Linked DNA regions of Sus scrofa: region 2 is linked to region 1. A link is a contact called in public Hi-C data. All regions are on one chromosome and are shown on one strand. Each heading gives the region's core, a stretch centred on a gene start, on an enhancer-like site or on the middle of the called end of the contact. The rest is flanking DNA. Distances are from core to core; before and after follow the strand shown.

What was found. Hi-C and Micro-C count contacts between places; a contact is called where the count stands out from the background.
Region 2: a contact with region 1 is called in a Hi-C map of skeletal muscle, with 5 times the contacts expected there. The contact joins two enhancer-like sites. A contact is called at or near these places in 1 of 47 Hi-C or Micro-C datasets (skeletal muscle) and 1 of 2 datasets of contacts at active chromatin or transcription factors (skeletal muscle).

The regions. Positions count from the first base shown.
Region 1 is chr6:31,317,970-31,322,146 of Sscrofa11.1, forward strand. All of the region lies in intron 8 of FTO (fat mass and obesity associated), which reads right to left. Among named protein-coding and RNA genes, the nearest start is that of FTO, 240 kb to the right of the region's middle. Within about 2 kb of position 1,737, at least 2 of the 83 cell types and tissues checked have an H3K27ac peak or open chromatin away from gene starts, as enhancers often do. A contact at or near this core is called in skeletal muscle, where this site is marked.
Region 2 is chr6:31,512,312-31,516,488 of Sscrofa11.1, forward strand. The region is part of intron 1 of FTO (fat mass and obesity associated); the gene reads right to left. Among named protein-coding and RNA genes, the nearest start is that of FTO, 50 kb to the right of the region's middle. Within about 2 kb of position 1,815, at least 25 of the 83 cell types and tissues checked have an H3K27ac peak or open chromatin away from gene starts, as enhancers often do. A contact at or near this core is called in skeletal muscle, where this site is marked.

The sequences.
Region 1 (4,177 bases), core at 487-2,986:
GACGAGGGCTCTGCAGCTCCCGGTTCACTCTGGAGTGCCATCGACTCCTGGTTTTCAAGGCCTCCAACCTGCTTTTCCAGCCTTGCCGTGTTGCATTTCTTCCCATGCAGTTGACACAGAAATCTCCGTGTTACTCCCGCCTTATCACACTTTGTGCTGTTAGGCCCGGCCTCTGCACGTTGCCGTTCCATTTGGGAAGTCTTTTCCCCCACTCCCTCCCCCTTCGAGCACCCCCTATTCACCCCCCACCTCCTGCTTCCCCCTCCCCCCAGCTCTCAGGCTACCTGCTCTATGGCGATGGCTCACACCCCTCAGATGCTCATCACCCTCTTGTGGTTAAGAGCTTGGGCGCTGAAATGACACTGGGGGACTCTGACTCCTCCTTCTGGCATTTAAGCAAGTGTGTACATTGTGCCTCAGTTTCCTCAGCTGTGGGATGGGGCTAACGGCAGTCTATCTCACAGGGTTGTTGTGAGGATTCAGCAAGAGAGCCCCTAGTAACAGCTACAGTGCGCGTACATGGTTTCAAGACACCGCCAGTAAAGAGCAAACACTCAGTGAGTCCCTGCTTTAATGACAATAATGATGCTGGAACAACAATATGGGTATTCTCCAGGCAGTCTGTTTACATTAGTAATACAATATCTCATTTTCCTTTGCTGGTTTCCCGTGTGCTCTTCCACTTGGCAGAGAGCCGTGGGCACCAGCATCATCTGAGAGCTTGTTAGAAACGCCAATGCTCAGGCCCCACCCGGAAAGGGCTTGCAATCTGTGTTTTACATGCTTGCAAGGTGATCCTGATGCTGATTCTGAGAACACTGGCCCCGGGCTTGGGCTTGGGGACCTGGCGTCCCAGCTCCTCTCTCTGCCAGCCCTGTGACCCTGGGAAAGTTGCTTGACATCGTATTGCCTTGATTTGCCCTCACTAAAATTAGAGACGCAGAAAAAAAATACTGACCATTGTAAGAGTTGCACTAATTCACGGAAAGGAGTTAAAAAAAATTTCGTGCCAGGCACAGAGAAGCCCTCAGTAAGAACTAGCTAGTACTATTTTTCACTCAGGCTGAAACAGGTTACTGATATGCGTAAAGCACTCGGACGTTTTCGTAGGAGTTTGATGAGTTATTTCTGGCAGTGATATTCATCTGATGCCAAGCCTCCTGAGGGCAGAGACCCTGCCTTATTCATCTCGAACTCCCAGGACCTCCGCCCAGGCTTTGCTCCCTGGAACTCCGTGGTGGATCCAGAGGCCTAGGCGGTGGGCTGGCTGTTTACTTGGGGTTGGTGCTCTGCGGGCCAGAAGGCAGAGAAACAAGACATTTCACTTTGGCTTCAGCGGCTTTCCCGAGGCCACCAGCCTGTGGGCCAATTGTCGTTTGCACAGATCTTTCCTTCCCGGTTCAGGAGGCTGCTTTCACTAAAGGTCGCACCCCCTAAGCCTAGTAACTTTGGATTTAAAAATCATTTTGACTTGATATTTTACAGGGAACATGGCAGGCTTAGTGAGTTTAATCTCTCGCTCTCTTTTAATACACCGGAGGTGGGACACCTTTTAACCTATCTGACAAAGCTTTAAAAAAGCCTCTGCTTAGAAACTGACTGCAGCCTGAAGCAGAATGTAAAAGCTGGCCGCGAGCTCTCCACGCTGGAGGGGGCAAGCCCGCAAAGTCACAAGCACTCAGCTCTCCTCTGGCATAAACCAAACTGCACTCACCAGCTCCTCTCCTCCTCTCCTCCTCCCTGGAGAAAATCAAAACCGGCCGAGGAAAAGAAAGCGCTCTCCTGCCAGGGAGCGGGCCGTCTCTGAATGGTCTGCTTCACTGATCTCTTCAAATAGCCAGGTACGAGCTACACCAAGAGGATTAAGAAAGCTCGTTTTGCAGCAAAGGGATGAACTACCTTGCTTGGGGAAAGTTCCCATTTTAGACGAGTGCCAGGACCGTAATAAATAGTAAAGGCTGGCTGTTGTTTATTAGGAAAAAAACTGTGCTGCTACACTTACTATAAATAGGACTCATATAGCCTGTCCGATAGTGAACCCTGTAAATATTAAGTCTATGAAGATCTGCTATTTAGCTAATAGAAGAGTTCCTCAAACATAGAATCATAAGCTAGAAGCCATGAGCAGTTAGCAGAAGGAAGTGTTTCAGCATCTCTCCAGAAGGCATTGCTCATCATCCAGACAACAAAAAGTAGGTAGTGGGGTGTTTTTTTTTCAACAGTTACATGTATCTAATAAATAGATGAACAAACGTCATATCTTGATGAATGTTTCTACTATCATTCCTTGTAGCAACAGGTTAGTGGTGACTCCAGATTTTTTCTCCTACCCCCAGGAGTGGAATTGAGGGGGACATGAGAATGGAAGAAGCTATCTATTGCTCTCTGGAAGCAACACCAGCTAAATCCTGGCAATGGGGAGAAAGGCTGAAATGACCATGGCAATAAAAAGCATTCACGTTTCTCTCCAAAGGCATTACTGCTATCAAATTGGGCCCAATAATATGTCACATGCAATCCCAGCAGCAGCGTCCCACACCCTGTTCCCTCTGCTGTTCTAGAGCCAACCTCCAGCTAGAGTCTTAGATTCTGCCTCCTCCTTGCACAGCCCAACAGTAACCATTTCTGGAGCCCTACAATGAACCACGAAAAATTCACACAGGACAGCTTCAGACCTCAAAGCGCCACGCTCTGAAAAACAAAAATGAATTCCATTCACCAGACCAAGTGGGGGCAGGCCCATCACAACGATATTTCTAATGCTGAAATATTCCATTGCCAAATGTTCCTGTCAAACCATGGTTTAATTACCTTGGCCCCCATGCCTCTTATAATCACCTGTCATTAGCAACAATGCTGGCATCTGTTTACACGGCTGTCAGAAATGCCAGCCCAGCTGAAGCCAGGGGAGAAGAAAACTTTTATGGGGCTATTGGCCTCCGTTGGGCAGGGGGTGGGGAAGTCCCCTTAAGGTTGACCTGTCTACACCCAGGGCGATGATCGACCCCTCAACAGATAACCTAAGGACAGAACCCCTGAAGCAAATCTACTTCGGATAGACACACATTTTAAATAGGGTTGTTTAGCGATTCTCAGACCAAAGAGGAAAATGTTGGTGATTCACGGCTGTAGGATGTGTCCTTTTATGGCCTTTCTGGTTCCCTCCAGGAAATAACACCAGAGATAATGTGGTCTCCATCCCCATGTCTTGGGGCTCTTTCCACCCCTGTGCGTGCCTCAACCCTACAAGGTCACACCTGACACCTCCTTCTTCCATTAATTCTCCTTTTCCTCCTCCGGGGACAAGGTCTGCCTTCCTGACCACTTAGTCGCTGCCACGGCCTACTCGATTTGAGAGGATTTTTCTCCCAGAGACCGCCTGCATCAGAGGCCACCATCTCCCCAGAGTCCTCTTTCTTCCCCACATCCCTAAAAACAAACACACGGCGCCTTTTTGTTTTGACATTTTAGCACATCAACAGCGAGCGGGCGAGGGAGGCAGCGAATGAATCTCTCATAGGGCTGCTCAGAAACCCGTCACATTTGTAGGTAGCGGTTAGTGGTTTTCAGGTCTTGATGTTCTTCTAACGGGTTACGCTGGTTTGAGGTGAAGGTCTGTGGATAACCATCTTTATTTCATTTTCTCTGAATTCAGTTGCATCACCTCGAAAATGGACACGGGGGCCCTCTGCCTCTGGATGACTTCTGGGAGAAGAGACAGGAAAAGACACTCTACAAAGCACCAACACACAGTAGGTGCTCAGTACCTGCTGAGCTCCATTCTGATGCCCTTTCTTCCCATTAAAAACCTTCCCAATGCATATGATTACTTATTTCAAGGAGCTCATGATTTAGTTAGAGTTGATGCCATTCCACTCGGCATTTATCTCACAATCGATTGCATCTGCTTTCTGATAACTACAGTAAACCTTGATTCGAAGACCTATCACAGCCCTGGACACAGGGTGGGGCACTTTCAAAAGGCTTTGTAAGTGGAATTTGGATTCGTTTCTGTGCTCAGGATGGAATGGAATCGTTGCCCCACCCTAAGGGCTGACCCCTCCTGCTTCTCCAGCCCCATCTTACGTTCTTTCCTCGCTACGAGGTCAAGTTTCCTTAGCTGCCTGAACATTTGCCCCCGCCTTCTCCTTGGTCCACTAATTCTCAGAGCTTGGCT
Region 2 (4,177 bases), core at 565-3,064, 190 kb after region 1:
AGAAGAAGCTCTTCTCAAAGGGCCAAAGATCTGGATTTCAGCTGCACCAGAGGAGTGGGGGGTGGGGGTGGGGAGAAGGCGAGGGGAGGGCGAGAGAGGCCCGAGAGAAAGGAACAGAGGTTTGTGCTTTGAATTCCTAGAGGGAAGGGAAATTTTCAAAATATTTCCCTCTACCAAAAGGCAGAGAGATCATGCTTTATAGGGGTAAAGACAGAGCAAGTTTTGAATTCATAGACTTATAAAAGCCCTAAAGTCTCTTTCCTTAGATAACATATTTGGTATAATTTTATATCTTAACATGTCATATTAAATATGAATGCATATTTTTAATATAGTACATAGATGAATGACATGACCAAGCTTTGAAGCATATCAGGAAAACTCTTAGAAGTTTCCCAAGACAGTTTAGCCGTGTTCAAATAACTTTCGCAACCCAAAATGATCATCCATTACAAATATCCAGTGACATCATTTTTTTTTTTTAAACTTGTTGGAAAACAGGTTTGACTCAGTTTCAGACTTACAACTCCTCCCCGTGACTGCTGGCTATATACCTATTAGCTAAAAACAACAATGCGACAAAACTCGCTTTTGGATTAACAACCCTGTCATTTATCCTTTAAATGTTTATCTCCTTTGGTCACAATTTTATTGTAGTTAAACAGCAACTAGTGTGTGACCAAAAGCATTCAAATGCTCTGAGCACACAAAGAGCGCACTGTTCTGTTTTCCAGCTGGATGGACTTTTACTTGAGTGAACAAAAGACAAGATCCTGCTATTCTTCAAATGAAAAGGCAAGAAACAGCAAGGAAAAACATGGCACAGAAAACCTCTCTCTGGGTTCACTTTGCAAATGGTAATGAGAACAAGTGAACCAAATAGCTGCGGTTTTTTTCTCCTCCAAAAGTTTTTTAAAAATCGTGAAAAAAAATGATTACAGCATCTCTTTTTTAAGGGTTGTATTAATAATCATTTATGACCCACGATAGCAAATCTAGTGCATGTTATCTGATATAGGTAATGTTAGAGGAAGGATGGCTACATGCAAATATTATGGCCTAAAACCAATGTGTCAGGCAAAATATAAACAGCGGTCTCAGACAAGGGAACTGAAAGCAACAATGAGACTTGACATTGGCCACCTGAAATCTTGAAAATCTCCCCAAGCCCTTAAGAAAGCAGGTGAAGTTGCAGCCCTAACAATCTAAAAAAACAAAAGCTGTTGCTGCCACCAACACTGCAAAGTGGTGAGGGCTCCCTGATAGGACTCTTACAAAAGGTCCTTAAGATCAGCCCTCATTATCATTTTCCTGAATTAGCTACATTCTGTTCCAGCCTTTGTATGAACCTATCTCTCATATATCTTTCATACTAATGGATCTCTCCTGTCTTTAGTTCTTAAGTAAGTTAACATTATCATTGTCGTAGGTTGTTTTAATTTGTAGGAGTTGAAAGAAAGAAGAGTGAGGGATCTGTTGGAATTCTGACATTAATACTCAGGATGACAGAAGGAAATCTACGGGCTTGGGACTGACTTTCCTCTTCCGCACTGTGTAGAAACTGTATTATCTAGGATTAGGTTAGGCTGCAAGGGACAGAAAATCCAAAATGGCAGTGGCTTCACCAGGCTGGTAGGGGGGTTCGCGGGCTGTCCTCAGAGACTCAAGCCCCTTCCAGCTCACCTCTCTTGCTCCCCCTAAGGACTGGCCCTCACTCTCAAGATCCAAATGCAGCATTTCCACTCCAGGCAGCAGGATAAAAGCCCTGAGAGGAAAAGGGCAAAGGGCACACACCAGCTTTCTCTTAAGGAAACATCCCAGAAACTACCACAGGTGACAGCCTCTTAGTCACCCAGTCACACCTAACTGCAGAGGGGGCTGGGAAAGTCTGTTCTGTCTATTCTGGGTGGCTAATGGCCCTGAAAAGAAGGGCTTTGGGAGTTAAAGTGCAGTCATGACTACAAAGAGATTTCCTAGTTTTATAAAACTAGAAATAGTTGACAATGTCAGGCCAAAAAAAAAAATCTTCAGAGTAAGGAACTTGCAAATGCTCCCAACAGAAGAGCCACAGAAATACATGGACTTGACAACGAAGCCCTGGAACTACTCCCTATAATCTCTTGAGTACACCTCAATGATCTGGATCAGAGAGCTGAATAATCTCAGGTCCTTTTCTCCCCCAGGAGTGAGTGTCCTTGTTCCTGTGACCCCCACAGACCTGGAAGTTTCTCTCCTGGGTCATATCAACTGTCCCAATTCCTCAGCCTCGCAGCACAATCACCTCCCATCGTCAAGAATGAGAGGCCTTTCACATCCAAGGGGCAAATTTCACACAAATGACATTTGGCTGATGCCCAAAGGTGACAGGGATGAGAGCAGGATAAATAAAGAATAATGTAGAAGCCAGTTGGGGCAGCCTTTCATTATAGTCCTTTCAAGAGCTATTAATCTTGGTCATAGTCAGTCGGCTAAAAATAATTACTTCTTCTAACACATGTTGTACACACCAACTAGCAGTAGTAACGGGCCAGCCCTTTTACCCTAGGAAAGATATGGCCTCTGACTTGCCTAGAGCCATCTGAGGTAATGGCTGCACAATGTTCCAGCCCAAGTTCCTCTTCAGTCTTACCTAAGAATAATATCAAAAGAACCACCACCAGCAATATTGTCAGACTATCATCGTTAAGTTGTAGAAGTACCCCGAAGAATAAAGACTATTAGAAATATTTTACAAGAAGATTTGTCACTCCCTTTGTTTATAATGAAAGTAAATAACATTTTAAGTACTTAAGCATCATGTTTCCCCCAAAGTATTGCATTGCCGAGGTATTTAAATGAAGTGCTGATTGTCCTAATTCACCATGAATTTCCAGAGTTCCCCCCCTTAGGGTTTCTTTGAACTTGTAAGCCAGTTTAGCTAGTAGAAAAAGCTCAGGATCTGGAATTCTAGAGATGCAGCTCTGGAATCAAGCAGTTTCGTCATCTCTAAGAAGCCAACAATCTCTGAGTTTTACTGGGCTTCAGCTGTACTATGGGGACGTTTGACTCAAAAAAAGCCATGCAGTTCTTCAGAGATTCAACAGTACCATGGATGGGTTTGTATAAACCCACACTAAGTGATATCACTTAATAATTATCTTTCTAAACATAAAATTCATCAAGAGGACCTACCCAAAAGAGGGATGATAAGAGGATTCACAGCAGGGTTTCTTTGAGTCATGGACACTTCCAAACCCAATTCACTAACAATACAAAAATCATATAAAAAGTAAAGACATTGATGGCATAAAGGAAGGTGCCCTGTCCTGCAATTAGATCAACTGCAGCAGGAGGAGCCTCTAGCTGTAGGTCAGTAGGTAGCAAGCAGCAGCAACAAAGAAAGTGGACTATCTTTTAAATGAACGCACAGCAGCCAGAGCTCCCACAGTGGAAAAGCCAGTATGCAAACGCTAGCCTTATGTGACAGTAGAAAGCTTCTGATGTAGGGAGGAGAGCAGCTTCTGCTACGACCCACTTGCCAGCTAAGGAAATGGTGAGATTGACTCCAATGAGCTCTCTTTCAAAGAGACGTCTAAATTATAGTCGTGGGCACTCTGGCAATACTATGGTGAACAGACACCCTCAACTCTGAAGACGGCAGTCTTACCAAGCACGTGCTAAGAGGGGTCCGCTGGAGGAGCTACAGTAATTAGGAAAGACATGAATCCAAGTGGCACCAAGTAATAAAAAGCAGGAGTTACAGCCAAATTACAGGATCTCCTAGGACCAGGAAAAAAATCCCAGCAAATACTTTGTAAATGACATGAATTTAGCGCTATAAAGCATGCACACAGATGCGAAACTTGGAAGAACTTTTTCAATTATACCAACAACCAAAAGGTGCTAAATTCCTAGAGGAGCAGCTATAAACCTTTTAACATTTTCACACTTTATTTATCCTTTACTGGCTTCATCAAATAAATGCCTACATTGAAAACCTATTGCGGGTTTGTCTGTTTGTTTAAAGCCCTCAATGAAGGATGCTTAAAGAAAACATCCTATCTGACTACGAGAATTTTCCTTGCAAACTCTTTATACCTTAGGGGAACTGGGTTTACTTTTATTATAACTGTAAACTTCATTTATCATTTCAGAGGAGACATTAAAATAACTGTGGGCAATCTGATATTGTCCCTTG